2 separate regions of the Mus musculus genome follow, and region 2 is linked to region 1. Evidence: chromatin contacts called from public promoter capture Hi-C data. All regions are on one chromosome and are shown on one strand. The core of a region is the stretch at or near the end of the contact, and the rest is flanking DNA. Distances in the headings are between cores, read along the strand shown.

Region 1 (3,153 bases), core at 465-2,964:
AAATAATTCAACTGTTGACTTTAGGTTGGAGGTAAATACTAAAGCTGTAAAGGTTCTGTGGCTCTTAAAAAGTGTATTGCACGTCCCCCTTGATGGCAGATTATCTGCTTAATAAGTGTTTTCACCGAATATTTTGAGCTCATTGTTGAGATACACTGCTCAGAAAATTAAAAATATATACATTATTTTCAAATTATTGCTTCTAGGTTAATGTACCTAGTTACCCCAAAGCTTCAGTGCAGGTGTCTAGTGAGATTGATATTCTTTTCATGGCCATGGAGCAAGGAGTCACTTTGGTTGTTACATCTTTTTGTTTAAGAAATACATTCTAGGGAGATAGCGGAGAGTGAGCTCAGAGGTTATGAGATCACTCTTCTCTTGCACAAGATCTGAGTTCAGCTCTGAGCACCCATATTGTGTGGCTCAGCCTTGTCGGATAGAGTAGTGATCTCTTTCTTTGCAAACCAGAACTTGTGTTTATTTTTAACACGTTTCTATAGGTGCCTCCTCTTCTGCCAGCCAGGAGCTTGACTGAGCAGCCATCAGCTTCAAAGCAAATCCTCTATCAAGAGAAAGGTACTGTGCTGAGAATTCAGTCAAAATATTTAAACATTTTGATATTTATACTCTGTTTAGACATGATGTATACTTACTGGACCACAACACAGAAACCAGAAAAAAAAATTAAAATTTTCTTAATTGCAATATTTATCACTATGGACTGGATCCAAGCCTAGCTTAGACATGATACAACACACCTGTATTGTTTCCAAACAAGGCAGCTGAGTTATATGAAAAGTGGGGATTCACGTGTAAGATCTGAGTGTGTCCAATAAGTCGGTTCTCCTGTCTGTACTATCATTAGATTATTTACCATCTACTAGGTGGTAAGACACAGTATTTTCATGAACAGATGTCTCACAACAGGGAATTTCCAGAAAGCCAAATAACAAGCGAACCTTTTCCTCCCCTGGAATTAGCTCTGGTGATTACAAAACAACCAAACAAACAAACAAAAAAAAAAATTACTCCACAGAAAAAAATTCGAAGGACATACAAAGCACTTGGTAAACACACTATTGAAATCCTCAGAGGAGAGACTTTTATGTCTACTGAAGATAGAATTCTCCCTTTGGAAAAGATACTGGGAGGCCTGCTTCAGCATAGCTGTATAATTTTTTTTCTCTTAAAACGTTTAAACATTTAAAGCCTTAGTAATTTTCTTGGCAAGAATAAATTTCTCTCTGGCTTCATTTTTCTCAGTTCCTTTTGAAGACATCGTCTCTGCCTTTTTTTTTTTTTTTTTTTTTTTTCCTTAGCAGATCGAATTCTTTTGGTTTAGTGGATTAATTGTATATTTGTTTGGGTATTATAATTGCTCAGCATCGTGAATTCCGTTTTATGTAACTTTCTGCCTTTTTATGAAAACCACAACTCACATCAAGCCTACCGCTCTGGCAAAGAGCCCCGCCCTCTCTGGCAAGAGGTCCCGCCCCTTCTTTCGGGCCCCGCCCATCCTGCATTTGCTAAAGCCACGGGAGGCGGGGAAAAGAGAGAGGCACAACCACCGCGAGACTTAAACCGTCTTCTACCGGGACCTCAGGGACGGGACATGCGCAGAGGTGCTTTTTGAAGCCAACACCGGAAAGAGGGGCGGAGCGTCCCGACTGGTCCTGCGCGTTCGCCTGGAGCGAGCGCTCCTGCTGGCCTCCTCAGCTGGCGCTGGCGGCTTCCGGCCTGGGTGCCAGGCTTCACCCAGCGTGCAGCGCGCATGCGCAACTCCCGCAGGTGAGTGTGGCGACTGTGGGCCCGGGATCTGCAGCCTGCGAGGAGGGCCGGGCCCGGCGACAGGTGCCTGCAGAGCGGCTGAGGTAGGTGAGGGTGCGTGCGGGCTCTGGGGTTAGAGTCGCGGCGGAGGGAGGCTGGCTCTGCGCGTCAGGGAAACTCCGAGGGCTCCTGCGCAGCTCCGGGATCCGGAGTGATCGGCCCTGCGAGGCCCCGCGGCTCGGCCCCAGCCCGGACGTGGGCCGAGCCCTTCTCGCGTGGGACGGGTGCTTGCTGCCCACGCTTGCGTGCTGAGGCCCTGTCACGAGCTGTCCCTCCGGCTCCTTCTTCGAGGATAACTTGCCTTGCAGGCTGGCGGTGCGTGGGACGACAGGTAGCTGGGAGGGATGCAGAGGCCGCCAAGTTAGGCTGGCAAACTCTCAAGCATTACAGTCGCCTGCAGAAGCGCCCTGGCTCCTGTGCATTGTGTGCACTTTGACGCTGCAGGTAGCGCTAGGTTGGTGAACGAAGATGTTGGTTTCTGGTTAAGGTACCCTGTGGGAGGAACGGTATTGTTTACAGTCTTGCCTTTTCACCGTGGTGCCTTTTAATCCACTTGGCTTGAATTTATCATGGCAAGTCTATGTTTTTCTCCTACGTGTTTGCCTTTGCTCCTGTATTTGCCTAGGTCCCATGATCGCTAACACCACTTTATTCTTTGTCTAAGCTTTTACTCTTTGTCTCAGTTAGGGTTTTACTCCCGTGAATAGACACCATGACCAAGGCAAGTCTTATAAAGGATGACATTTAATTGGCACTGGCTTACAGGTTCTGAGGTTCAGTCCATTGTCATCAAGGTGGGAGCATGGCAGCATCCAGGCAGGCATGGTGCAGAAGATGCTTAGAACTCCACATCTTCATCTGAAGCCTGCTAGCAGAATACTGGCTTCCAGGCAGCTCTTGCAGTCACACACTTACTGCAACAAGGCCACACCTATTCCAATTGGTCCAAACCTTTGAATAGTGATACTCCCTGCCAATCACACTGTTAATCCATAAAACTAGTGTGTGTGTGTGTGTGTGTGTGTGTGTGTGTGTGTTCTTCCCTCCTCTGTATAAGGATCGATCGAAGTTTTGTTAACGCTTTGGGATTGTCAAGCTCATTGGAATTAAAAGAGCAGTGGTGTGGGGTTAAATACAACTAACATGTGAGACAGGCATTTATTTCTGATGTAGTGAGAGGTTTGTCTTCCTAGTTGTTGGCCATCAAGTATAGTATTATAATTTGTCTTCTTTAATGGGATTGTTTCTTAACTGAAAATTTCTACCAAACATGAGTGAAACTGTCACAGCATTTGATACATGAGATCATGGTTAAAGTGTTTCTTA
Region 2 (3,153 bases), core at 207-2,706, 3.4 Mb before region 1:
ACATTTTCACTGACGCCAGGCACAGAAGCCCATGGCTGTAATGGGGACTCTTAAGAGCAGAGAAACTATGAGTCTGAGGTCAACCTGGGGTATGTGATAAGTTCCAGGCTAGGAGAGGTTATAGAGTGAGACTTTGTCTTGAAACAGCAACAAACAGGTATGTGGGAGTAGGTGGATGGGTGGAGGAACATCCTCATAGAAGCAGGGGGAGGGAGGATGGGATAGGGGGTTTCCTGGGGGCCAGGGTGGGAAAGGGGATAACATTTGAATTGTAAGTAAAGAAAATATCTGGATGGCTCAGCGGTTAAGAGCACCGACTGCTCTTCCAGAGACCTTGAGTTCAATTCCCAGCAACCACATGGTGGCTCACAACCACCTGTAATGGGATCTGATGCTCTCTTCTGGTGTGTCAGAAGACAGTTACAGTGTACTCATATACATATAATAAATAATTCTTAAAAGAAAAGAAAATATCCAAGGAAAAAACAACAACAAAACATCACTGAGGTATAATTTACATAAACTCAAATTACAACTTTCATTTCATGTGTAAAACTGTACACCTGGGAAGACATCTCCACTACAGAACATCATTCCCAACTCCTAACTAACTCCCACCCGGATACTTCTGATTAGTTACTACAGATTCATCCTGTAGGTTCTAGGATTTCCTATATATTTAAGTATACCATATACATTCATTTTGCACCTTTGAGAAGCTTTTAAATTATAATCCGGTTTTATAAATTAACAGGCCTTTGCATTTGTATAGATTATAAATCCATCTCTTGGAGTAATTGATCTATATCTCTCTAAGTGGTCTTTTTTATTCTTGCTGATGTGCTGATTATAGTTTTCTGTGCTCTGTGACACTAACGTTCACATCTACTAGAGCAGAAAATATATTTTCTATTTTTGGTGAAAAATTTAGAAGACTTTAAACCCTGTAAAACATTATTTCATATATGCAGTGGCTTGCCTGCATGCATGTATGTGTACCAGTTTGTGCCCTGTGTTTTGTGATATAGGAAGAGGGTGATGGATCACCTGGAATTGGAAATAAAATCTCACCCCTTAGCATGTCTTGAGAGTATTCGCGTTACCCTGACACATGGGTCCCAGGCTTCATAATCCTAAGTACCGGGCTCTAAAGCAAGATTTGTCATAAACGAATTGCTTGAGCACTGACACTCACCTGTAAGAGAGCCCCTGACCTCCTAACCTCAGAGCAGCTTAGTGTAAATCTCCTGCTAAGGCAGAGTGAAGAAGCCCTGGGAAGAGATAATGGTCCACAGAGTAAGTACTGAAGTAGGCGGGGTATTGCCAAGTCCTTCGCCCCGCCTACTTTCCTTCCCCACGCCTACTCCCATTTCCTAGCCGCGGCGCACAGTGCGCAGAAGCACCCCGAGCTCGGCCACGCCCCTCCGCAGGTTCCGCCTGCGCGCGCACGCCCGTAGAGCACGCACTTCCGGGGCGTGTCCCCGCCGGTGCGGGAACTATCCTTTTAAGAGGGGCTTTCCCGGTTTCATTTCAACTTGGTCCCGACCCGGAGCTGCGGCGGGTAGCCTGGGCTGCGCTAGGTGAGTGCTCGGGCCTCCAGGCTCCCTGTTCCGCCCCCGCGACACCCGACCAGGGAACGCGTTCGAAGCTTTCACGCCCCCATCCCGAAACTTCCGCCTTGTAAAATCCCCAGAGCCTGGAGGTTGGGGTTCAGCTTCTTTTCGTACAGTTTGTTAGGTTGGAGTTGTACTGCTTTCTGGTGGCTTACTTCTTTCTGTTGTTTCTCCTTTGTGTTGGCCTTTGTTTTTAGTTTTAGATTTATTGCTATTGTTGAGTATGGTGTAGATGTGGGCGCGTGAGTGGAGGTCAGAGGACAACTCTCTGGGGTCGCTTCCCTCCATCCGCCTTTACGAGGGTCCCAGAGTTGAACTCGGGTAGCCCGGCATGCTGGGCAAATGCCTCTACCTGCTGAGCCCCCTCACCGGCGTTTGTTGTTTTGTTTTTGTTGCTTTTAAAGGTGATAATATTGACGTTCTTTCTCTCTCTCCCTGGCTGTTCTGGATCTCGCTCTGTAGACCCGACTAGCCTTCCTTTACCTCCTGGCGCTGGGATTAAAGGTGTGTGCAACCACGCCACTCTTGGGGTTAGTTTCTTAATCTGAGAGCCTAGTGTTCTCATGAAAGCTTTTGGCTTTTTTGATTTGGCGCTGTGGAGAAAATTTATCCCAGGAAGCATTTGTTTCATTCAGTATGTGGGTTCAGTGGCATACAAACGAAAACTTGTCTTTCTTTCTTTCCTTTCCTTTCTTCTTTCTCTTTTTTCTCTTCTCTTTTCTTCTCCCTCTCTTCTCCCTCTCTTCTCCCTCTCCTCTCCCTCTCCTCTCTCCCTCCCCCTCCCCTCCCCCTCCTCTCCTCTTTCTTTTCTTTCCTTTCCTCTCTTTCTCTTTCTCTTTCTTCTCTTTCTCTTTCTCTCTCTCTCTCTCTCTCTCTCTCTCTCTCTCTCTCTCTCTCTCTCTTTCTCTTTCTCTTTCTCTTTCTCTTTCTCTTTCTCTTTCTCTTCTTCTCTCTCCTCTCCCTCTCCTCTTTCTTCAGTGTCTCTTGTAGCCAGAGCTGGTCCTTAACTCCGGATCCTTTTGCCTCTGCCTTGTACTGCGTGTAGGCTAGGCTTGTAACTGTTGCCAGCCCTTATTTGTTTATTTATTTATAGACAGTGTCCTTTGTAGCCTAAACTGGCCTGAACTTCTGAAACTCTTGCTTCTGCCTGGTACTGGGATTACAGGCGGCTACACTTCCCCCAGTTCAAGCTTTTATTTAGTAATCATTAGTACTTTTTATGTAATTAGCTCCCAAGAGAACAGTGATGCCTGCCTGCCTTTCTTTTCTCTTTTCTTTTCTTTTCTTTTCTTTTCTTTTCTTTTCTTTTCTTTTCTTTCTTTCTTTCTTTCTTTTTTTGTTTGTTGGTTTGTTTTTTTGTTTTTCGAGACAGGGTTTCTCTGTGTAGCCCTGGCTGTCCTGGAGACCAGGACTGGCCTCGAACTCAGAAATCTGCCTGCCTCTGACTCCCAAATGCTGGGATTACAGGCATGTGCCACCACTGCCCGGCTGATGCTCGTTTTCCTTGACGGTACAAGTGTACAAGGCAGTATAGAGCAGA

What was found. Promoter capture Hi-C pulls out the DNA fragments that hold promoters and counts their contacts.
Region 2: a promoter capture Hi-C map of pre-B cells shows a contact between it and region 1. The contact joins the promoter of Katna1 here to the promoter of Shprh in region 1. A contact is called at or near these places in 2 of 39 promoter capture datasets (cranial neural crest and pre-B cells).

The regions. Positions count from the first base shown.
Region 1 is chr10:11,147,716-11,150,868 of GRCm38.p6, forward strand. It overlaps Shprh (SNF2 histone linker PHD RING helicase), which reads left to right and starts at 1,715. Exons shown (of 30, transcript NM_001077707.1): 1 at 1,715-1,871.
Region 2 is chr10:7,724,544-7,727,696 of GRCm38.p6, forward strand. Katna1 (katanin p60 (ATPase-containing) subunit A1) reads left to right here and starts at 1,457. Exons shown (of 11, transcript NM_011835.2): 1 at 1,457-1,580.